Linked DNA regions of Zea mays: all the other regions are linked to region 4. Evidence: chromatin contacts called from public Hi-C data. All regions are on one chromosome and are shown on one strand. The core of a region is the stretch at or near the end of the contact, and the rest is flanking DNA. Distances in the headings are between cores, read along the strand shown.

The links. Hi-C and Micro-C count contacts between places; a contact is called where the count stands out from the background.
Region 1: a Hi-C map of bundle sheath shows a contact between it and region 4, with 2.5 times the contacts expected there. The contact joins the enhancer-like site here to the promoter of LOC100282010 in region 4. A contact is called at or near these places in 3 of 25 Hi-C or Micro-C datasets (bundle sheath, leaf and tassel).
Region 2: a contact with region 4 is called in a Hi-C map of tassel, with 3 times the contacts expected there. The contact joins the promoter of LOC100283582 here to the promoter of LOC100282010 in region 4. A contact is called at or near these places in 5 of 25 Hi-C or Micro-C datasets (bundle sheath, ear, leaf and 1 more).
Region 3: a Hi-C map of tassel shows a contact between it and region 4, with 2.1 times the contacts expected there. The contact joins the enhancer-like site here to the promoter of LOC100282010 in region 4. A contact is called at or near these places in 2 of 25 Hi-C or Micro-C datasets (ear and tassel).

The regions. Positions count from the first base shown.
Region 1 is chr9:82,345,819-82,352,227 of Zm-B73-REFERENCE-NAM-5.0, forward strand. No RefSeq gene overlaps it. Among protein-coding and RNA genes, the nearest start is that of LOC100282250, 14 kb to the left of the region's middle. Within about 2 kb of position 5,118, at least 16 of the 20 cell types and tissues checked have an H3K27ac peak or open chromatin away from gene starts, as enhancers often do. A contact at or near this core is called in bundle sheath, leaf and tassel, where this site is marked.
Region 2 is chr9:81,959,042-81,964,886 of Zm-B73-REFERENCE-NAM-5.0, forward strand. LOC100283582 reads left to right here and starts at 4,170. Exons shown (of 2, transcript NM_001369294.1): 1 at 4,170-4,459. The coding sequence starts at 4,236.
Region 3 is chr9:81,979,051-81,985,346 of Zm-B73-REFERENCE-NAM-5.0, forward strand. No RefSeq gene overlaps it. Among protein-coding and RNA genes, the nearest start is that of LOC103638601, 18 kb to the right of the region's middle. Within about 2 kb of position 4,256, at least 18 of the 20 cell types and tissues checked have an H3K27ac peak or open chromatin away from gene starts, as enhancers often do. A contact at or near this core is called in ear and tassel, where this site is marked.
Region 4 is chr9:82,189,278-82,195,867 of Zm-B73-REFERENCE-NAM-5.0, forward strand. It overlaps LOC100282010 (60S ribosomal protein L11-1), which reads left to right and starts at 3,432. Exons shown (of 5, transcript NM_001154923.2): 1 at 3,432-3,581; 2 at 3,687-3,794; 3 at 4,433-4,475; 4 at 4,572-4,767. The coding sequence starts at 3,579. LOC111590219 (small nucleolar RNA snoR117) reads left to right here and starts at 5,595; the gene lies at 5,595-5,675. It overlaps LOC111590220 (small nucleolar RNA snoR117), which reads left to right and starts at 6,513; the gene lies at 6,513-6,590.

The DNA of each region.
Region 1 (6,409 bases), core at 3,868-6,367, 160 kb after region 4:
ACCCGGAAAAACAGTGCCACCACAAGGGTGGTATGGGACGCCCTTGGCTGACTAATTAGGAAAGCTATTGGAAGACTACCTTACCCGAAAGGGGCAAGGGCAATAGGGGAGTTGCATGCAGGGAGGTTCTCGGGTTGATTTTGCTGCGATGGCGGTCAGACGAGGGATTCTTGCAAGTGCTCTTCCCATAAACTGTAGCGGGTTTTCGGAAGCTAGTGGAACTTTGTAAAGGCCTCGTAGTGGATCCCTAGCCATTCACCTCGGTAGTGTCTAAGGGCCTTGCAAACCCTGGCGACATGGGATACATGACTTGTGGGTATAGGGTACAACCTCTGTAGAGTGTAAAACTGGTATACTAGCCGTGCTCACGGTCATGAGCGACTCGGACACTCACATGATTAATTTATGAAATTAAATTCAATTTGTCATTTGCATTGCATTGGGATTACTATATTATTACTTCTATTTATTATTACTAAAGTTTGGTATTTACTTACACTTAGTAACTGCTAATAAAATTTTGACCAACTTATAAAAGCAATGCTCAGCTTCAACCTTTATTTTGTTGATCAGCCTTACACTTCACATGAACTCCCACCTTTGGTGAGTTCATGCCACATTATTCCCCACAACTTGTTGAGCGATGAACATGTGTGAGCTCACCCTTGCTGTCTCACACCCCCCCACAGAAGAAGAACATGTGGTTCAAGAGGAGCCACACAACGAGGAGTTTGATCTGATCTAGGTGGCGTCTCCCAGTTGACTTTATGGTGCCAAGGATGGACCTTAGTTCGTTTTATATTTAACTTTTATTTTGTAAGACTTCCGCAATGTAATACGTACTCTGTTGTTATTGTGACATTTATCTCTATACACTCTGTTATTATATATGTTGTCTTCTTTGGCGCATGTATGAGATGCACCCGACTTTGTCCCTTAAATCCGGGTGTGACAGAGGTGGAGCTAAGGGCTACAGAGCTAGAGTCCTAATTAAGTTGGGTCCTCGTCGATGTGTCCTCTTTCCTTTCATCAGTCTTGTCATCTATATGTTTGTCTGTCCCAGTTTTTGGGGGCCGACCTCCTCCTTTTATACGCCATGGAGGGGTCGGCCAGCGGTGGCTTCCTCAAGAAGGAGTCACCAAACGATGGTAAAATCAAGCGTTCTACCTCGGTGAAGCCACGTGTGTTCGTGAGCCTCAGGGTTGCCTGATTGTCTCGTATACTTTATGGCAGATGGCGGCGGGCGGTGTGGGGCCCGTGCGCCATTATTCGAGCTATGCCGACCCTTGGCCCTCTTTTCCTAGGCCTCGGTGCATCTTGTCTCATTGTGCCCTGTAGGTGACAATGTGTACTCAGGCCTAGTCCCGATGGGCCATGTGTGCACCACAGGACAGGGGCATGCTGGCCATAAATGCAACACAATCTGAGGGGTTCATAGGTTATGAGTGTGTTGTTGTCCGAGGGGCTCCTAGGCCATGATTGGTAGGCGGACCAGTGCCTCTAGCATGGCTCGACGCCAGACGTAGTTAATGTGGCCAGTCACTTATGGCAAATCAGTCTTGGACTAGACGAGGGGACCACTTGAGTGGTTTATCTTCGGTTCGCCCGCCCCATGTCTAGCTTCACTAGACCGACATCGGGCTCATCTAGGGGCGAGTGCTTCTAGGGCGGATGTTTCCTTTCTCCACCTATTGACCGATAGGCCCCAGTTGCCAGAGGCCTCTCCCTAGTGCACTCGCTAACTGATGGTCCCTAGGGACCGAAGATCTTATCCCTGATAGTAGCCCCGAGCCCCCGAGGGGGGAGTATCTCCCCTCAGGGGCTTTTCTTGGGTCGGGTGTTGCCTTGTTCCTTTTGTCGCTGGTCGTGTCGGGCCTGTTGTCCTTTATCCTAGCGCACACCTCCGTAGATTCGTGTTTTTGGTGTCGAACCATCGCTGCGTACCACATGCGGCATATGGCATCCATTTTGTTCCACTACGCCCTGCATTTTTCTATAAATGATCCCTCCCTCAGGCGGCCTCGTTATACCTTGCCTTATTCTCTTTGTTGAAGGGTGGTTTCTTCGTGACTGTCACACCTAGATTTTAGGGGTCCAAAACCCGGGCGCGAAATAATCACCAAGTGTGCTGGGATCAAGTCTCACACATATGATGACTCATGGCACAGAAACAAATGTCACATCATTAATATATAATGAAGTTATGTACAAAATAGTTAAATAATTACATCATACGAAGACAACGATCTAGCAACCAAAGTTGACTGGGAGACGATAGCCTAGACCACTCACAAACTTATCACAACATCCTTTATGCTCCTCATCCTGTGGTACATGTTCTTGACCTGGAAGAGATGTGAGTACAGCAAGGGTGAGCTCACATACGTTCATCGCTCAACAAGTTGTGGGGAATAATGTGCATGAACTCACCAAAGGTGGGAGCTCATGTGAAGTGTAAGGCTTACCAAAGGACATGGTTAAAGCTGAGCATTGCTTTTAAACTCGGTCAAATTTTATTAGCAGTTACTAAGTATAAGTTGATAACAACCCAATTAAGTAAGAGATCAAAATTGATAATAACACACGTGATGCAATGTATATGACATATTAAGTTTAGTTCCATAAATTAATCATACGAGAGTCCTGAGCTGCTCATGATCGCGAGCACGACTGATATACCAGTTTTACACTCTGCAGAGGTTGCGTCCTTTACCCACAAGTCATGTATCCCGTCTAGCCAGGGTTAACTAGACCCTTAGACACTTTCGAGGTGAATGGCTAGGGATCCACTACGAGGCCTTTACAAAGTTCCACTAGCTTTAGAAAACCCGCTACAGTTTCTAGGAAGGGCTATATAGGAATCCGTCGTCCGAAAAGCCATCGCAACATGATCAACCCGAGAACCTCCCTATATGCAACTCCCCTATTGCCCTTGTCCCTTTCAGGTAAGGTAGTCCTCCACTAGCTTTCCTAATTAGTTAGTCAAGGGCGTCCCATTCCACCCTTGTGGTAGCACGTTTTTTTCTCAAGTTAAGATACATGTTCCAATTAACACAATGATCCTATCATGAACAATAATTAAGACAACAGTATAATCGAAACACGATCATAATGTAATATTAATCCCAAAACCAGATAGAGCAATAGCATAACTACCCAAAAGTTCAGTGGTAAACAAGGTGTGGGATAAACAAGTCTAGGGAAACCTATTAGGTTCCATCAGATTAACCTGAGCATGTCATAGTGATTAACAGTAACATTATTGGGTAAAGAACAGTGATCAAGGGCACAACTTGCCTGAGACTTAAGATTCTAGGTACCAGGATGATCTTCTGATTCTCGTGACCTCACTGCTAATCGTAGCAATACAAACAAACATGGTATAAGCAAAATTAACATCACACCAAACATAAGAATAAACTGCATAATAATGACCTGCGTGTCGTAACGAGAACCTAGGTTCGAGAACCACTAAATTCGGAGTTACGATTTAAGAGGTATAGTATTCGGAAGACCTACATGATTAAGTAATTAAACTAGGTCTTGTTTTGATTTCATAAATATAATTTAAAGAAATAATTAATTCAACTTTAATCTTAATTATAACTTGACTAGAGATCATATTTTAGTCAAATTATAATTATGGACAGGTTAGCTTTGTTTTAGAAGAGTTAATCTAGTAGACATGGGATAAGTAAGTATCTAACTATAAAACTATGCGACAAGGTATAATTAATGTTGTTACTGCATAGTAAATATTTATACGAAGCTAACGCAACTGGAACAGACCAAAACAGAGTTAAAATAAGGAAGATGTGATTTTTCCAAGGTTTTTAGAGTTATCTTCAAATTAAAAATCAATTTCTCTGGTTATTTTATTAGTTCACTAGACATCTGGACCGCGCACAACAATACCCTAAAGATCAGGGGCTAACATGATAAAAACATGGCTTAGTTGTAATGGTTCTAGAGTTGTATGGGATCGCTGGTTATTTTCTATAAAGCATGGGGACTCGTTTGCATATTACCGAGACCGAAGAAGTATCGTAGGAGATGAGCCGTAAGATCACAAGCCCACCGCCAGGATTAGATCGGATCCTAGACAACTAGAACGTGCACCCCACCGTCGGATTCGATCCCAATGGTGTGGGTTAGATCTGGCTTTAACCCAGGTGGTACGCGCCCAGAGCCGTGGATCCAACAATCGGTGGCCTGTATTCTATATGGACGAAAGGGTATGCCTGATTAAATCATGGCCACCCAACTGTGAATCGACGGTTCTGATATATTAGGCTGAAGGGGTACATGCGATTTAATCACAGCCGTTCAAACGGAATTAGACGATCGCGAGTTCGTCTTCCCCACAGCCACCCTAGCCGAGCTAAGCACGGCGGAGCCGCCGGGGATCATGGCGGATTCACGCCGTCGAAGGTGATTCTCCACTCTAGTATGATGCTTCCTACCTAGCCCGGAGCTACATGATACGTGGATGAAAGCGAGTCGGTCTAGAGGGTTCTCACCGTGTTTCTGCCATGCAAACACCCGCCCATGGCGAAGGACAGCAGCGTGGCGGCGCCGACCAACGGTGAGTAAATCCTCGGTCCTTGCTTGCTCCCATGGATCCACAGAACCACGAACACAATCCTCGGATCACGACGAATCTTCCTAGCCTTCATCCGAGTCACTGGCGACGGTGTAGCGATCGGTCATTGGCGGTGACTGGGATTTCTCCCTCCCCATTAGCAGCGACGGTGGTTAGAACCGCACAATTTTTGAGCAGGCGATGCCAATGGGGGAGGAGAAGGGAGTGAGGGACGCTGGCGCAGGGTTTTATATCTCGGAAGGGTAGGTTGTGTCAGGTCCGTAGGAGCCGCGTGGTGCGACGATCTCAGCCATGATTTTCGCGATCCGGTTGAGGAGACGAAACTGACGGAGATGGCCCACCTGATGGCGATAGTGGTTGAGCCGTAGGAGACGTGGTGCTTGCCCAATGGGGCCCAACCGTTAGTGCCGAGGTGATATGTGTGCGGTAAGTCACAGGTTGAGCGGGCTCGCGTGTCGGCGCCTGGAGGGGAGTCCACGCGCGTTTGATGAAGACGGCAGTGTGGCTGCCCAGCGGGGCCCACGAGTCATTCCTAGAACCCAGTCCGCGCGGGATCCAGGAGATATAGCGGTGGGCCAGGGTAGGAGAGGTGGAGATGGGACCGGATGGCTGAAGTCAGCCCAGCACAAGAAAGTCTTATTCTTTTGTCTTTTTCTATTTTGTTTTCTATTTTAAATCCTTGACTCTAATTTTGATTTAAATTTCACACTAAATTTTGAAGCATGAAAATCCAAGCATGAGATGCATCAATATTTTATTCATCTATTTATTTATCTATTAATCCTATTTAAGAAATGCTTCCACATACTCCATCCATGCACACAAAATAGTGGTTTAAGAAAATGTCTTCTAGGGTGTAGCATCTTTTTTTAAGAGATGTTTTAACTTAAATATATAATTCAACAAGTACTTGAATAGAAATCATTTTAATTGATGTTTATTTTAGGAAATTTAGCTTTCACAAAAGAAAATCCTTATTAGAAGGTATTCCAAATTCAAACTCTTTGAAGAATTTTAACGAATTCCACCAATATAATTTTGAGGTGTTACACCTATGGTACCTGTTCTTGACCTAGGGGGTGTGAGTACAGCAAGGGTGAGCTCACATACGTTCATCGCTCAACATGTTGTGGGGAATAATGTGCATGAACTCTCCAAAGGTGGGGACTCATGTGAAGTGTAAGGCTTACTAAAGGAAATGGTTCAAGCTGAGCATTGCTTTTAAAGTTGGTAAAAATTTTATTAGTAGTTACTAAGTATAAGTATATACCAACCCAAATAAGTAAGAGATCAAAATTAGTAACAAAACCCACAATGCAATGCAAATAGAAAATTAAGTTTAATTCCATAGATTAATCATGTGAGTGTCCGAGCCTCTCATGACCGTGAGCACGGCAGATATACGAGTTTTACACTCTACAGAGGTTGTGCATCTTTACCCACAAGTCATGTTACCCATTTGCCATGGGGTTGATCGGACACCATACACCTCTACCGAGGAAGCGAGGCAGGGTAGCACTACGAGGCCTTTCCAAAGTTCCACTAGTTCGAGAATACCAACTATGGGTTCAGAACGAAGGAAGCATAGGAATCCCTCGTCCGAACTGCCATCGCAGCAGTTCGACCCGAGAACCTCCCTATACTCTAGCAGCGACGCTTCCCCGCTTGCCCCTTTCGGGTATGGTAATCTCTCCCTAGCTTTCCTAATTACTTGGCCAAGGGCGTCCCATTCCACCCTTGTGGTAGCACTGTTTTTCTGGGTGGTTCTCCATGTTCCAATTAACATAATGATCTTATTATGAACAA
Region 2 (5,845 bases), core at 2,920-5,419, 230 kb before region 4:
TTTAATGGTTCTCGAACCCACGATCTCGTTACGACGTATAGATTATTATTATGCAGTTTGTTCTTATGTTTGGTGTGATGTTAATTTGCCTATACCATGTTTGTTTGTGTTTCCACGACTAGCAGCAAGGTCACGAGTCACCTGAAGAGCAAGTTGGTACCTGGAATCTCAAGTCCCAGGCAAGTTGTGCCCTTGATCACTTTTTTTTTACCCAATCATGTTCTTATTAATCATAATGATCTGCATAGGTTAATTTTGATGGGACCCAACATGTTACCCTAGTTTGACTATCTTTATACCATGTTTACCACTGAATTTTTGGGTAGTACATGCTATTGCTTTATGTGGTTTTGGGTATGCGGGCGCGCACGGCTCGGCGCGGGCGCGCGGGCTGGCGTGCACCGGCGCGTCAGCCGCGGTCGAGCACGTGGCACATTGCTTCTGCTCCTGTTCTAACGCCGATAGGCTTCATATCTTCACGAATTTGGGGCTAGATCGCCGTGTAAGATTTGTTCCCTAATGTAAGCTTTGTCATTTTTATGTGGGAGCAGAGGGGTTTTCGGCCGTGTACAGTGAGTTGTCATGTCATCAAGTTGTCAGTGTCTCACTGCTGCGTCCCGAGGCAAAACCATGTCAAAACATGTCAAACGGCTGAGATTTGCCTCCAAACTTTTCCAGGACGTGCCTAAGGGCCTAAGGTAATTTGGCGCCAATTTGGTATTTGGACTTTGTGGATTTGAGTTTTGGAAAACAGAGAACACGGCTGAACTTTATGAAGAGGTCAAAATTCATATTCTGAATTTTCTAAATTTCCCATTGAGTTTCCACTTAAAGGGTTACTTTGGGGATTTTGCAAAACTCCTTTGATAAAACTTCCTTACTATATTTTGTAGCTTATTTAATATACTATAACTTTGTTATTTGATACTCATCATGATTTTATCTTTTTCATAATCTTTTTACAAATTTTCCCCTTTGCACTTAAATGGCTTACTTAGGGTTATTTTAGGTTTTGTGCATTTTTCTCACTTTGAGGTGCATGACATGTGTTAAGGTATGATCCTTGAGATGAAAAAGACTTAATTAAACTTTTTCTCCTAAATGTTGGTGTCTTTTGCTCAATTTGATGTACATGTGATAATGGTCACCAGTTGGGTACTAAGAAGAAACCCTAGGTAACACTTGGATGTTAAAATGTCCTCACATAGGAGTATAGATGGCCAAAAAGCACGAGACCCGTGAGCCCGGCACGAAGCCCGCATTTTGGGCCCGGTCCGAGCCCGGCACGGTAGAATAAACGGGCGGGCTTGGACAGGAAACTAGGCACGACGGGCTAGCCCGGCACGGCCCGTTTATCTCTAAGCCCGTCAAGCCCGTTTTTTTACACTAAAACGTGCTTACCGGCCCGTTTAGCCCGCTTTTTGGCCCGTTTTTTCGTGCTAAACGGGTCGGCCCGACCCGTTTAGGCCCGCTGCGGGCCGGGCTTGGACAGAAAATTAAGCCCGCTGGCTTAGCAGGCCTGGCCCGGTTTTTGGCCGGGCTTCACCGGGCCCGGGCCGGGCCGGATCGGGCGGCCCGTTTGACCATCTCTACATAGGAGCATGGGCTTTGGTTGGTCTGCTAAGACAGCCTTATCTCTTTTGTGCTTGTACTGCTGATGAGCTTCGGCTTCATCTATGTTATGAATAGCCTTCAAATCTGTCCAGTTCCCTTCGGCCCTTCTAGCAGCCTCTTGACTCCCATGGACAGCTATGGGACCTTGGTCTGATGGTATCTTCATGCATAGATATGTTGGATGAAGTATTGCTTTGAAAGCATTTAATGTTCCTCGCCCAATGATTGCATTGTAAGGATACTCCATATCAACAATATCAAAGACAGCTTGTTCTGTTCTTGTATTATGAACATAACCGAAGGTAATCAGCATAGTTATCTTGCCAAGTGCCACTATCTGCCTTTCTCTGAAGCCACAGAGGGGGTGTGTTGCATCATGTATCTTGTCATCCTGCCCCTGCATCTGCCTGAAAGCTTTTGCAAAGATGATATCTGCTGCACTGCTTGTGTCTACAAGGACATTGTGAACCAGAAACCCCTTGATGACACAAGATATAACCAATGCATCATTGTGAGGATAATCCTTGAGCTGAAGGTCCTCCTGGGAGAAGGTGATTGGTATATGAGACCACTTGGACTTGATGAAGGGTCCTTGGATTCCAACATGGTGTACCCTTCTCTGTGCTTCCTTCTTCTACTTCTTGTTGGCTGGTTCAGAACTTGAGCCGCATGTGATCGGGAGCACCAGCTTCGTGGCCAAAGGTGCCACAGCTTGGTTGCCTTGCGAAGCCATTTGTCGCAGTCGTGGGAGTGAGTTCACCGGAGTTGGGCGCCAATGTTGGTCACTTGTTCTCAAATGTTGTAGATCAAGAACAAGGCAACACAATTGTTAATTATTATGGACCTTCGTCTTCCGAAACATTATTTCCATATGAGTATAATGCTCATCTGACGAAGGTCAAGAAGGACATACCTTCATTATTTAATATGTAAATGTGAATGCAAAAGGATGAAGACAGTAACTGCATATCATTAATTCATACATATTTGCATTTCATAAAACATGTATGAATATTAATAGTATTAATATTACATTGATACCTTCAGCTTGCTCGAAGGTGAAGACGCGAGAGAGTGATTACCATCTAGCGTGAACAGTACGGTATTACTGTTCACCTATTTATAGGCACGAGACGCTGCCCGGTAAAATTACATTCATGACCCTTAACATTTATCTACAGACATCCTAAAATACTAAGGTCTATCTGGTCTTTTCTTCTTCTGCTTGACTTGAACCGAAGCTGATGGTAGCTTTGGCATTTGGCAATATTGCTTCTACGCAAGGACTTCGTCTTAAGAACCTTCAATAGATGAAAAGAGGACCTCTGTATCACTTTGCCGAAGATGTTGCCTTGAGGACCTTCGGCGGAGAAGAAGATCCCCAACATTATACAAACGCTAAAGAGTTATAGAACGTTATAGAAGCCGAATATGACAACACAAATGTTGGAGCGACTGTACATCATGGAGCAGTATCATGACTACAAGATGACTGATTGAAAATCTGTAGTCGAGCAGTTTCATGAGATACAATGCATGACAAACGAGCTTGATCAGCTAAAGATCAACCTATTCGATAAGTTTGTGGCATTATTGCTAAATTGCCTCATTCATGGAGGGATTTCGCCACAACTCTCAAACACAAGAGTGGGGGCAACAGAGACGGAGACAACGGTGGGGCGGGCATGGCATGAGCCTCCCCTACCATTGTGGAGTCCATAGAGCCCCACTAAAGTCTTTATTAAAGTTTTAAATGTACACAATGTATATAGAAGGAGCTCATATACTATATCAGTTTAGTTTAGTCACTTTTAGAGCTGATTTAATGGACAAAGAAAGAAATAACAGGGCGTTTGGATCCATTCATTTTGGAGAAATTGGAATTTACTTAATAAAGTAACCTACTTAGCTTGGAATTTGACATTCCACCACTTTCTAAAGTTCGTATATAAGCCTATATCAAATTCATGAGGTAGAGGATGAGAAATGATTTTATGTACAGTAGAATTTGTTTCTACTCTGCAACTTATATGACGCTCTTTGATTCACATTTCTATAGTAAAAATGTATTACATAAATATATCTGGCATCTTGCTAATAATAGTATATAAATATATTTTGTATAAAATCAAATTAGCTTAATTGATATATGCCTAAATTATTATTATTAAAATAGAATGCAATTCTAAGGATTCAAACGAGATGTAAAGAAAATCTATGGGAAAGAATCCTCTTACTATTTAAATAGCAGGGGATTGGATATCTTTCATTTTCCTGTTCACTAAACCCGTCTGCAGCTGAGAGCTACCTGATTTTTTTCCAGCTAGAGCAAGAACGCGTTTTCCATTTTTTTAAGCCGTCGCGTCGGCTCGGTTACTGCTATCATTGCCACAGTGCCGCGGCCCACGCGGTGAAAACGGAAACCAAACTAACCAAAATCCCCCACCCGCCGCGCTTGCTGTCGTTCCCGTGCGGCCGTGTCCCCCTTCCTTTCCTGTTTTCCCCTCCTCTTCCTTCCCCCCCCCCCCCCCCCCCCCCCCCCCCCCCCCCCCACTGCTCTCTCTCGCCCCAAAACCAGATCGCCACGACAAGGGCAGAGGGCCCCGGAGGGGCGCGTAGCAATGGCGGCAGGCTACCGGGCCGAGGACGATTACGATTACCTCTTCAAGGTGGTCCTGATCGGCGACTCCGGCGTCGGCAAGTCCAACTTGCTCTCACGCTTCACGCGCAACGAGTTCAGCCTCGAGTCCAAGTCCACCATCGGCGTCGAGTTCGCCACCCGCTCTCTCCAGGTCGACGGCAAGGTCGTCAAGGCCCAGATTTGGGACACCGCCGGCCAGGAACGGTACGTTTCGTTTCAGCTCGCTCCAGCTCGTCTCGCCTCTCTTCTCTCCCCGCCGCTGCCGCGGCAGCTGGTAGTAGATCTGATTTGCGTCTCGGTTCGGCTGCTGCTAGCGTGCGTATCCTCGTTGTCACCGTTAAGATTGGGCTCTCGCTTTGGATCTCGCTGCCGAATTGCGTTGCGTGCTGCTGTTGATTACCATTTGTAGGGTTTGGTGCATTTTCATTTCAGGATCCGATACTGGAACACGCGAATCAGCATGCAGGCATCCTATTGTTGACTAGAGTTGTAGGATGACGATGATAGGATATTCTTCTATTGCACAAACGTTTTTTTATACTGCCTGGAGCTTGGTTTCGAGTACGCAGCAGTGCAGCAGGTGGCGTGGACTGAATAAGACTTTCTGAAGGTTAGTAGGTTTCTTTGTTTTGACTCACGTTGATCATTTAGCCTGGGAGGAGCAGATCGGCCATTTTTCCTTTCTCTTGTTTGCATGCAGACTTCCTGCCCAGTTCAGTTAATTTAGTAGTCAAAACCGTAAAATGCACACAATGCAATATATAGCTATATTTTGTACACTTATTGTTTTCTAAAATTTAATCGTCTTGGACCCTGCTATAAATAGGTATTTATGTCAAAAACAGGTTTATCGAACATGGTCACCTCAAATTAGAACTGATGCTTATGAAATTGATTTTTGCACTCTTACACTTAGCCCATAAGTTTGGCTATTCGTCTTGTTCTACTGCACTGAATTTCTGAGGAGTGAAGAGTCTTCACTCCATTTTTCTTTTCTTCATTCCACCATTTTGTAAACTTCTTGTTAGCTTGTTCTGCCAGTTATTTAGATGGACATGTCTATGATTGGGACCAATCATTGTGATTGGGATTTTTTGTCATTTGTTTACATACTTGCAGTGATTCTTTGTTTTATATGCTGATCATGTATCCATGTCATCTATATTACTGTCTCAATTGTTTACAAAAAATGATGCTTCAAGATGTGATGCACCAGCACCTTGTATTATCGATAAATTTTCTTCTTCAAGAGTGTTAAGGAAATGACCTGCCACAATTTGTATTAACTAGTGCTTGTTAGTGACATAATTATTTAAGACAAAACTCCAATAGAAAAGGCTGCCAAAATAACACCTAATCTTTGAAGAATGGCTGAATTGATTAAGGCAAAACAAAGATATACTAATTGCTTAAACTAATGGACTTTACAATAATGTCTGAGCACCTTTCTAGGTTTTTGTTGTATTTATGTGCCATGGAACTAGATTTTTCAAGCTTGGGTGTGATGGGGATTCTAAGGGGCAGGTGGGTTCTGTGTAAGAAGTCTAGACAACTTTGTAGAGCAATTTTGGTGGCATTTTGTTAATGCAA
Region 3 (6,296 bases), core at 3,006-5,505, 210 kb before region 4:
TGCTTGCTTTTTCTCATTCCCTTTTGCGAGGAATCTCCACAACTTGGAGTCTCTCGCCCTTACACTTGAAGTTCACAAAGAAACACGGAGTAAGGGAGGGAAGCAACACACACAAATCCACAGCAAAATGTGCACACACACGGCCAAGAATCGAGCTCAAAAGACTATCTCAAAGTTCTTACTAGAACGGAGCTCGAATCACTGAGAATGACAAACGAATGCGCAAAGACTGAGTGTGGACGATCAAGAATGCTCTAAGATTGCTTGGTGTTCTCCTCCATGCGCCTAGGGGTCCCTTTTATAGCCCCAAGGTAGCTAGAAGCCGTTGAGAACATTCCAGGAAGGCAATTCTTGCCTTCTGTCGCCTGGCGCACCGGACAGTCCGGTGCACACCGGACACTATCCGGTGCCCGATTTCTTTCCTTAAACGGCGCAACCGACCGTTGGCAGCTAGAGAGCCGTTGGCGCACCGGACATGTCTAGTGCACACCGGACAGTCCGGTGCCCTCTTCTAGCCGTTGGCTCGGCCACGTGTCCCGCGCAGATCGCGCGGCCGACCGTTGGCCCGACCGACCGTTGGCTCATCGGACAGTCCGGTGCACACCGGACAGTCCGGTGAATTATAGCCGTACGTCGCCGGTGAATTCCCGAGAGCGGCCACTTCGCTCGAACCAGCCTGGCGCACCGGACAGTCCGGTGCTCCCAGACTGAGCAGATTCTTGGCTGCTTGAGCCAAGACATTTTCAATTGGATTTTTCCTGTTTCCAGCACTTAGACACAACACATTAGTCTTTAAAACAATGTACTAAGTCTGAGAAACATACCTTTATCCTTGATTTGTACTTTGTCCACCATTTTACACTTAGGCACTTGTGTTGGACACTAAATCACCAAAATACTTAGAAATGGCCCAAGGGCACATTTCCCTTTCAAACACATCTTCGTCGAAGACGACATGACGAGAGATGATGATGCGGTGGGAGGTGAGGTCCAGGCACCGATACCCCTTGTGGTCAGGGGAGTAGCCGAGGAATAGGCAGCGAGTGGAGCCAGGAGAAAGCTTGTTGGGGGCAGTAGCGAAAATGTTAGGGTAGCAGGCACAGCCGAACACGCGCAGGTGGTCGTAGGAAGGGGTTGTGCCGTACAGGGCAAAGTGAGGTGTAGGGTGGCTCACCGCCTTCGAGGGAAGACGGTTGAGGAGATGAGTGGCAGTATGAAGGGCCTCTGCCCAGTAGGTGGCAGGGAGAGACGCCTGAAAGAGAAGGCAGCGGATCATGTTGGTGGTGGTGCGAATCATGCGCTCGGCCCGATCGTTCTGAGCAGAAGTGTAGGGACACGAGAGACGCAACTAGACGCCGTGAGTGAGGAAGAAAGAGCGGGAGGCGTTGTTGTCGAACTCGCGGCCATTGTCACACTGCAGGGCACGGACCGGGCGGCGGAACTGGGTGGATACCCAGGCAAAGAAGTGAGTGAGGGTGGTAAACGTGTCGGACTTCAGCCGAAGGGGGAAAGTCCAAAGGAAATGGGAGTAGTCATCCAGAATGACCAGGTAGTACTTGTAGCCGGAGAGGCTAAGGACAGGAGATGTCCAGAGATCACAGTGGACAAGATCAAAGGCCTGAACAGCCCTGGACGTGGAAGTGGAAAAAGGAAGACGGGAGTGACGGCCAAGCTGACAGGCATGACAGAGGTGCTCAGAAGAGCCTCGAGTATATGGTATGTCGGAGTGGCCGGAAAGCTGGGACATGACGTCAGGTCCAGGGTGCCCGAGGCGACGGTGCCAAATGGCGGAGGAGGTGGTGGTAGTAGCAAGAGCATGTGATGTGGTGGTAGTAGTAAGGACAGGAGATGAGGCTACTCTGGTGTGGGGAGTGGAGGGCAAGTGAAGAGAGTAGAGGGGGCCGGAGCTGTCACAGCGAGCAAGCACAACATGTGTGGGAAGGTGGCGTATGGTGAGGCCCCAGGGGTCGAACTCCATAGAGCACTGGTTGTCACTAGTGAAGCGACGAACCGAGAGGAGGGGATGAGTCAGTCCGGGAGCAACAAGGACGTCGTTAAGGCAGAATGGTCCTGGAAGAACCGATGTACCTACTGAGGTGACCGGGAGGGTGGAACCGTTGCCGACGACGATGGAGGTAGGATGTGAGGGGTGGGGTGGATGGGAGTGGAGTAACGAATTAGTGGTGGGGGTAGTGTGGAAGGAGGCCCCGGAGTCAACCACCCAATCGGTGGTGGTTCGGGGAGGTGGAGGTGGCGAAGGTACGGTGTGAGCGGAGAGAGCCAGAGAAGGTTCCCCGATAGAGGCACTAGGAAGGGAGGGAGATGACACAGGCTCAACCGCTAGGGAGGCGATCGCAGCACGTGGGAAGACAAGCGGTCCAGGCACGTGGCGACCCGCCTGAGGGTGGATCTCGACGCAGTCTCGAAGTATAGTGTTCCAGACTGGATCGAAGGACACGAACATGCCCCGGATGAGCTGGTCGTCGTGGAGGAGGACGCGCACAGTTGCGAGAGCGGCGGGCGAGGTAAAGCTCATGGCGACCGGTGTAGGAGGGTCGTGTCACTGCTGGGCCGGGGCACGGTCACCCGGCGCAGGGAGGCGCGGACTGGACATCCGGGCGCGGAACAACAGGAGCGCGGGACCTCCCGTCAGGAGCTCCTGGACGGCACGGGGGCGACGTGCGCGAGCAGGAAGAGCGCGGCTGGCGGTGGGGGCGGCGCCTGAGCTGGTGCGCGGATCTTGCCGTCCGCCGCCTCAAACCCCAGAACCGGGGAGAGGGATGGACGATGGGGTCGGGCGTCGGGCGCGGGTGGCGCGGCTCCTGGCGTGGTCGTCGGCGCAGCGCTGTGCGCGCGGTCGTTGTTGGGCGCAGGGATGCTCGGCTGCTGGCGAGGTGCGGGAGGCGGTCGGGTCGCAGGGCCGGCGTCCTGGCGCGGCACGGTCCCGGACGCGAGGCGGCGTCGGCGCCTGGGCTGCTCGGCTCCCTGGCGCGAGTGCGGACGGGGTCGCGACCTGGCGGCGGCCGTCCAAGGCGCGCCTGGGCGGGGATCCGGCGGAGTGCACGGACGGCGGCACGGCCGCAGCCTGGGCGGGTCGCGGGGCAGAGAGCGGCACCGGGCGCGGCTGCTGCTCCTGGCGGCGCGTCGGGCCACAAGCTTGGGGACGGGCGGCTCGGTGGTGGCGAAGGAGAGGTGCCGTCGGTTGGGGCCGGCGGCTGGGAGAGAGCAGAGTGGGAAGGCCGTGGCTGCCGGGGACGGCCTCGGCCGGAGCCGCAGGGATGGCTGGGCGGACGGAGGGCAGAGCCCGACGTGGTTTCAGGGCGCGGTGGGGATGGGGGAGGGAGTTCCGCGGCTGGGAAGGAGAGGGGAGAGGGGAAGTCGGCGGCTGGCGGCTGGGAGGGAGGAGGCTGGAAAAACCTAATCTGATACCATATTGGAATGTGAACCCCTAACCCTAACAGGGGTTGGGTGATATATTAATAGACTGAGTGAACTGGGCCAGGCCCATTACAGAGGGGTGAGATGATCATTACATGAGGAAGGCCCCAAACCCTAAACGGGTATTCTAACAGAAACCAATCGGTTTTCTAGAAAATGAAAACCGAGAACTTCGGTTTCGGGTTTTTACTTTGGTTTTTCGGTAAAAACCGAATACCAAACTTATACTCAAGACAACACATACAGCAAGTTTATATGATAGATTACACATAATTTTAAAAAGTAAAAATTATATAAGTACAAATATTTAGAGATACATCATACATCACATATAAATAAGTGAATAATAATTTAGTTGCTTAACACATTTAGTTCACATAATCGAAAAGTCAAATTTTAGAATTGATAAAGTTTGGTATTCGTTTTTTTATTTCGGTTCGGTATACGGTGAAAACCGATTACGATATCGAAAACCGAACTTCCGAGATACAAAAACCGAAACCGAACCGAACCACCGAAAAAACCGAAATTTCGGTTCGGTTCGGTTTTCGGTTTATGGTAAAAAAAGTGCCCACCCCTAGATTTTTAGTACCTCAAAGTCGAATGAAACCGTTGTAATCCTTTCTATTCAGATTCTCAAAATCTGATGTCATCCAAACTGGTACCTCAAGTTGGTAATTCCACGGAATGCGTCAAGGTCAAAACAACAGCTAGCCAGCGTTGAGTGCGCCTGGGCTGGGCCTTGGCTAGGCTAGGCTAGGTACGCGAGGCAGCCGGTCATCTGAAGCCCATGCCAGCCGGCTCTGGAACGAAAGCTGCACAGCACCCGGCAGACGCTTGTTTTCCACGTGCGCCCCATCGACTGTCGCTGCTCAATGTCCCTGGAAGTGGGGTCGATCGCGTGATAGCGTTGTTGTCTCGTCTCCTCGCCGTCTGGTTGGTCTCAGGAGCAGTTTGGGGTCGCGTTCCATCATGTTTTCCGAATTCCACCGATTCCATGGCAGGGGCAAGCGACCAAATGAGTGCAGTACTGCAGTGTATCCTTCCTCGGGGCTCACTGCTCAGGTTGACACCGTCAGACGACGGCAAGATGTGGGTAAGCAAACGTACGGAAATCCGTATCCTCGACAGGGAAAACGTATCTTTTTCCGTGAAATTCATTGTTTTTCCCAAAAATGTTGATTGTTTTTTTAAATAAATAAATATGTGACATACTAGATAACTCAAGAAAACATGTAGTTCCTTATCATATTTTTTCCTGATATATTTACATATATATTGTTCTTTTTTGAATTTTAAACGAAATTGAAAAAACTCACGGTTCCACAGTTTTTTTTAAGACTGATTGGAACGTCGCACGCCGCGCTAACACATGGTGGCAACGTCAACATGCTAAGGCCTAAGGGCTAGTTTGAGAGGCACAAAATTATATGAGATTGAAGGAAATAAAATCTCCTTCTTATTCAATTTTGATAAGGTAATTATTTATTTATATCATTAATTAGTATATCGTCACATGCAAGTTTAACAAGTCTCCGTGGAGGAACTGGAATAGGGAATGCTTCATCATCCTCATCCCCGTTTACTTGTCGAAAGAAGTATTTTCCCGTTTACATATCCATTGAGGAAGAAACTTTCCTATCTGTATTCTTTAAGGGCTAGTTTGGCAACCCCATTTTCTTCTAGGGTTTCCAATTTTTCAAAAGAAAATGAACTAATTTTCCTTGAAAAATAAAAAACACTTAAAAATGAGTTCCCAAAATAGACTTAATGGAACCACGGCGAATCGAGCCCTATTACCATCTCTCCTCCTCGCCCAAGCCCAAATAGGGGGTCAACTGTTTCTCTCTCTCTCACTACAACGCAAGATTCGTGCGTGCTATAAGCCAATTCGTAAAGTGACACGTAGTAGGGCGGAGGGTCACTTTCGCTTTATGACACACCTGCAGACGTCATTCGTGCGTGCATGTGCATGAACATATATGCACCGGTTTGAAAAAGTGAGCATCTCCATGACGAAATCAAATCCTCGATTCTTTTCTTTTTCCTACACTCCTCTCCTACTACTGGCATTATATTATATTATAGATATATGCGTGCTTGTCACGACTCACGAGTAGAAAGAGGAATAGAGATACGTATATATCTTACCTAGCCGGTGAGAATTGAGACACTCGCTTCTTCCTGTCTAGCTTGCTTCAATTGTTTGACCACCACACCTAACACAACAGCAAAGCAAGCAATGCAATTGCAACCGACGACGGGAAGTCCTGAAGAACCAACCAACCACCAAACAAAGCATGCAACACGATGAGATGTGTCGCTTTCAGGTGCGCGCGCGGGCTATCCCTGACGATTTCTTATTACTCTGCAACTGCTCACCACACCACGCGCACGTTTGTGGTCGCCCGCGGGCATTACGTTACATTACATACGGTACGGCATGTTCTTCGCTTATGCTTGTTTAGGCTTTCCCTGGGTCACGCGAGAGAACCACGTTGCGCGCACGTACGTTAGTGTTGCGTGGCGGATCTACTAAAACATTCCATCTCTAGACTCTCCAGGCCCCTCAAAGCCGTTTGTCTACCCTCTGCTAGATTATATAATTCACCTTAAATAAGTTAAGTAGCAAAACAAACAGCACAGATTATATAATCTAGATATACCTTGATTATGGCGCACTGTTTGGCTCTTTGTCCACTAATATAATTTGTGTAAACAAACATCTCTATCAGGTTATATATTCCAGATTATATAACCTATGTAAAATAAGCTGGATTACATAATCTTCCAAGGAAACAGACATACCCTTAAACTAGTTAGGTGCTCGAACGATGCTATGAATCCCATCACAAAGA
Region 4 (6,590 bases), core at 2,182-4,681:
GGTTGTCCAAGGCGCTATATGGATTAAAGCAAGCTCTAAGGGCTTGGTATGAGTGCCTTCACGACTTCCTTCTTGAGAAGGGCTTCAAGATCGGGACCGTGGACACCACACTATTCATCAAGAAGCATAACAGTGATATTTCCATTTGTCAAGTTTATGTTGATGATATAATCTTTGGCTCGACAAATGATAGTCATTGCAAGAGATTTGGTGAGATAATGTCGAAGGAGTTCTAGATGTCTATGATTGGTGAGCTCACATTCTTTCTCGGCTTTCAAGTCAAGCAAATGAAAGAAGGGAACTTCCTCTCTTAAGAGAAGTATAACAAAGATGTGATGAAAAGATTCAAAATGGAGGATTGCAAGCCAATCAAGACACCAATGCCTACAAATGGACATCTCGACCTAGATGAGAAAGGTAAACTGGTTGATCAAACTCTCTACCATTCTATGATTGGTAGTTTATTGTACCTTACCGCATCTAGGCCCGACATCATGTTTAGTGTGTGTATGTGTGCTCGCTTTCAAGCAAATCCTAAGGAAGCCCATCTTAGTGATGTTAAAAGAATCCTTAGGTACGTAAAGCACACCCTAAGCATTGGCTTTGGTATCCCAAAGGAGCTACTTTTGATTTAGTTGGCTATTCTGATTCGGATTATGCCAGATGCAAAGTCGATAGAAAAAGTACAGCTGGAGGGTGCCATTTGCTTGGAAGATCACTAGTTTCCTTGACTTCGTAAAAGCAAAATAGTGTTGCCTTATCAACCGCAGGTGCATGTTGCACACAAATTCTTTATATGAAACAAACCTTCTAGACTATGGTGTAGTTCTAGAAAAGGTGCCTTTGTTATGTGATAATGAGAGTGCTGTTAAAATTGGTAATAATCATGTCCAACACTCTCGCACTAAGCACATTGACATCCGTCATCATTTCCTTAGAAATCATGTTGCTAAGGGAGATATTTCATTAGAAGGAGTGAGGACGGATGATCAGCTAGTGAATATTTTCACAAAGCCATTAGATGAATCCCGCTTTTGCAAATTGAGGAATGAGCTTAATATTCTTGATCTCAGTAATTTCACATGAATCTAATATGGTGGCGTCAAGCTTGCATTGCATATTTAATTTCATGATTGCATCTAGGACTTGTCTAACCTAGTTAAGATAATCGCCTGAAAAGCATGTGAAAAAGCTTAACTCGGGCTCAAACTTGACAAGTTCTAGCTTTCTAGCTTTGCTTATGCTTAAATGTTCTTTATAATTCAAATGTTGGTTCTTGAGATGTGCACTTGTTACTACATTTAGGGGGAGCATTCACATCTCATTTCATTCATGAAACCCCTAGTGTAGCTTTCAAATGCAAACTCTCACCATTTGCTTATTTTTCTAAAAACTACATAGCCTATGGCAAAACATTTTGAAAAATATGAGAGAATATGTGAGGGTGCCAATACTTGTCCCAATAGGTGTTCTTTTGTGTGCTTATAAGTTGGGATTTGGATTGACGCAAAAATCTCAGAAACATTTCAAAATTCCCTCAGTCTAGGCTCACCAAACAGTGCGGTGTGCACTGGACACTGCACTGTGCACTGTCCGATGCTCTGGCTTGGCTCGGCTTCCTCAGCCTCTACGTAGGCTATCCAAAGTGCACTATACACTGCACTGTGCAATGTCCTGTGTGCCCATAACCGCTGTTTTGAACTCTTTTCTTCGCCTAGGCCCGCACGCCAGTCACTCAAATGCTCATTTCTTCTTCCTCCAGCCACCCCACGTGCACTCTCTATCTCTGGCTTGCCAGCGCCGTGGCCTGTGTCCTCTCCCGTGCCTGTGCTCATGGGGTCGCCTCGCCGACGGCGGTCTATCGCTACTCCTAGGTCTGCAAGATTGGTTGTGTGCTTCTCGACAACCGGCCTTTGCCCGTGCATTGACTGACCCCTAACTTCTGATTGGATGCCTGCATGTGCATGCCTCTATGTGTGGATGCAACGGAGGCCAAATTGAGCCTTTTTTGTTGCATACATGGAGAAGCACGAAAGCCGCGTTTGTGACAGGCCAGGCTTGGTCGAGCCATGCGTCGGTTACCCAGACAACCAATCATACGCATAGAAACTATTTCTAGTTTCTGTATGCATCGTGGGTGGCAGTCTAGCTCTTAAGTGCTAGACTTGTATTAGCTTATCATGATCAGGCCCTAGACCTCTAGTAGCCTACCATGACCCTTCAATAATGGCAATGGGGAATGGGAGGAAAGATACCAAACAAATCAATCGCTTCATCCTCACGATGCACAACACACAACACAGGTAGTTACAGGATGAGATTGATGCAAGGTCCCTCTCGATCGAGAATTAACTACCTAACAAATACTGTTGTGAAAAAGAAGCGACGAAAGCATACATGTACATATATAGCCTGAAAGGATTATTTTCGAACTCGACGAGAGGACGAGATCAATCAGGTGCCGCTGGTGCCAAAGCAAAAGTACAGATATTTATTCTGTTTTTGATGGTCCTGAAAAATGGAGATTGATCTAGGCACCCTTCTAGCTAGCTGAGCACTATCATTTTCATGTAGTGTACCTGTTTTGGTTTCGCTTCCAGTAGGCGGCAATCTGACCGATGTTACAGGGTGTTTGGGTAGGGAGATTCATCTAAGGCTTGTTCATTTCAACAATAATTTATGTAGATTAGATGATATTAAGTCGGTTTAAATTCGTAGCAAGTCGAAATTCATCTCAATCCATTCCAATACACATCAATCCACATGGAATTGAAATAATCGAACAAGGCCTAAAATGGTTCAATTCCCTGATCCGCATCAGTATAGAGTATTGCCACAACTTCTCTAGTGTCAAATGACTAGAGACATTGTTTTCCAATCATGTTGCTGCTCATGCCCATCTGATTGGTTGCCCATCATATGCGTTGACTTTGTCTTAGCTTATGTTTAGTTGCATACACACGATAAACATATGTTGCATGAGCGGATACAAAATAATCCATTTTAAGACGGTTTGGCTGATCGAATCCGTCGTATCTGGCCCACCATGGCCGCACGAGCCCGGGCGCCAACATACAACCATCCAATCAAGCGGTATATGGCTGTATTGCAACGCATGACGCATCTGGTTCCCTAGATGTGGATCCACGTCAGAAATTAGGTCAACAATTCAAAAACAAATTTGTTGACAATAAAAGTCATCATGCTATTTCAAGCCTAGGATCATAGGATGGGCCCTTCTTACTATTTCAAGCCTAGGACGGGCCCTACACATTGGGCCAGTTCGTCATCATGCTGGATTGTTATATTAACCCGGCCTGTACGTCGTCAGTGACGAGGGGCCAGCGAATATAGTCCAAATGTTTTCTTCATATTACAGCCCAAAACAAAAGCCCATAACTTTATCAATGAACCAGGCCCAAGTGAAAGTCGAGACCCCCCTGTCTCTAGGGTTTCCCTCTTTTAATTCCCCCGCCGCCGCCCCTCGCCACGCTCCGCCAGCCGCTGCCACTCGCCACGTTCCACCAGCCGGCGCCCCTTTTCCTTCTCACTCCGCTGGCGCCGGCGCCGCCTTATCCATGGTGAGCATCTGGTCTCTCCCGTCATCACGCTTAGCTGCTCCTCAGTTACTGTATATGGACCTAACCCTTATGCGCTTCTCTGTGTGCGTGTCTTTTCTTTCGCAGGCGTCGGAGAAGAAGCAATCCAACCCGATGAGGGAGATCAAGGTGCAGAAGCTGGTGCTCAACATCTCCGTCGGAGAGAGTGGGGATCGCCTCACCCGCGCCGCCAAGGTTCGTGCCTGTTCTTGCGCCTCAGATTTTTGCAAAAAAAAAAAAACAGTTTATTGTTTTTTATCCTTGTTATAGCCGTCCGGTTTCCATCGTTGGTAGATGTAATCTCATGCGCCCTTCATAGGTAGCTTCTGCTACTCGTTTAGTATGGTTTGTTCGGATTGTGTGTAACCAGGATAATATTTTTTATAACGGAAGAATGTAGTTCCATGGAAAGAGTTTGAAATTCAGTCTGGTCTCCGTATTGTGCAACAATTCCTTAACGGATTGCAGCTGGCAGATGACGTCTCTTATAGTTGTAGGCTTGTAGGATCACTTTGTGTAGTCATTTCTGATGTCGATCACTGACAACAGAATGAGAATTCGAAGCTTAATGGTAACTGTGTAATAAAGAAACTTGAGCTATTAATGTCATTTATCATTACAGTGCCTTTTCTAGTACATCGAAACTCATGCAAATGACCTCAACCATGTTGTTTTGGTGGCTGTAGCTACTCATTTACTGCTTAGTATTGTAAATCATACTATTTTGAACTCTAACTATGCTGTAAACTGCTTAATAGTTGATTACTTCTATGGACCCCTTTAAATTTACCATAAGCATATCAGTAAGTCCATGGTTGCATCCATGCTTGCAGGTCCTGGAGCAACTGAGTGGCCAGTCACCAGTGTTCTCTAAGGGTATATTTGCTTGTTTTATATTAGTGTTTTCTTCTCTGCTTCCTAACACCGATGAGTTTCTTTTGTTTAATATTTTGTGGTTTTCTGATTCTTCAGCTAGGTACACTGTCCGTTCCTTTGGTATCAGGCGTAATGAGAAGATTGCCTGCTATGTTACTGTAAGGGGTGAGAAGGCAATGCAGCTTCTGGAGAGTGGACTTAAGGTCAAGGAATATGAACTGCTAAGGAGGAACTTCAGTGACACAGGGTGCTTTGGTTTCGGAATCCAGGAGCACATTGATCTTGGCATCAAGTAAGACTCTTCAGTGTGTCCTGTTTCTGACTCACTGAAACTTAGGTCTATAATTATGTTAATACAAAATTGAGCAGCATTTAGCTATCATTTCTTGGGACGGAGATGTTAATCATGTTTCCGTTGGATATGCATTGTTTTATTTTGCATAAATCTATTTCTTGTTTGTTTACTCTTTGTAACTTGAAGACTTAACCAAGGATTTTATTGGAAGCAAGGAGGATAGGCCTAATATCTTGGGACTTGAAGGAATGTTAGTTCATGTTCCTCCCATTCTGAAAAGAACAAGTCTCATCTTTTCCTAACATAAAATTTCTGAGTTAATTAATTTTCTTTGGTTTTAATTATTTTTTGCTGCTTATTAACCCTTGCATTTCATTTCTGTAATAGAACACGCCTATTCTTTTCCTGTTCTGGTGGGCCAATGACTTGAATTAATTGTCCGTACCATCTGAAGGCTAGCAGTTGCTTGCCTATTGCTGCACTTTATCTCTGAGGCCTAAGTTCTTTGCCTTTTAGCTTCCTCGTTGGAATGATTTTTGGTACTTTATCTGACAACAAAGCCAAAACTACAATATAAAAGTGACCATCTAGCTTTCATCTTTTCACTGCTGTGCTAAACATGTTTTCAATTGGATTGGAAGAGGCTATGATCAGTCACTTCTGACCTGAAGGGATGTTAGTTGTTTTCCTTCCATTATGAAATGATTAACAAAACCATCATTGGCTCGATTAAATTTCTTTGGTTTCAATTATTTTTCGCTGCTTATTAACCTATGCAATTCATTTCTGTAATACAACACGACTATTCTTTTTCTGTTCTATTGGGCCAATGACTTGAATTAATTGTCCGTACCATCTGAAGGCTAGCAGTTGCTTGTCTATTGCTGCACTTATCTCTGAGGCCTAAGTCCTTTGCTTTTTGGCTTCTTTGTTTGGAATGATTTTTGGTATTTTATCTGACAACGAAGTAAACTATAATATAAAAGTGGCCCTCTAGCTTTCATCTTTTAACTATGGTACAAATCATGTTTTGCATTTATATGCATTGCTTGTTCTAATGCGAATACTTAAACCCAATGGTTCAATTGGATTGGAAGAGGCTAGGCTCAGTCACTTCTGACCAGAAGGCATGTTAGTTGTTTTCCTTCCATTATGAAAGGATTAGCAAAACCATGTTTGAGTCGATTAAATTTCTTTGGTTTCAATTATTTTTTGCTGCTTATAACTTGTACAATTCATTTCTGTAATAGATCACGACTATTCTTTTCCTGTTCTTTCGGGCCAATGACTTGAATTAATTGTCCGTACCATCTGAAGGCTAGCAGTTGCTTGTCTATTGCTGCAATTATCTCTGAGGCCTAAGTCCTTTGCTTTTTAGCTTCTTTGTTTGGAATGATTTTTGGTATTTTATCTGATAATGAAGTAAACTATGATATAAAAGTGACCCTCTAGCTATCATCTTTTAACTATGGTACTAATCATGTTTTGCATTTATATGCATTGCTTGTTCTAAAGCGAATACTTAAACTCAATGGTTCAATTGGATTGGAAGAGGCTAGGCTCAGACGCTCAGTCACTTCTGACCAGAAGGGATGTTAGTTGTTTTCCTTCCATTATGAAAGGATTAGCAAAACCATCTTTGAGTCGATTAAATTTCTTTGGTTTCAATTAATTTTTGCTGCTTATAATCTGTCCAATTCATTTCTGTAATTGAACACGACTATTCTTTTCCTGTTCTTTTGGGCCAATGACTTGAATTAATTGTCCGTACCATCTGAAGGCTAGCAGTTGCTTGTCTATTGCTGCACTTATCTCTGAGG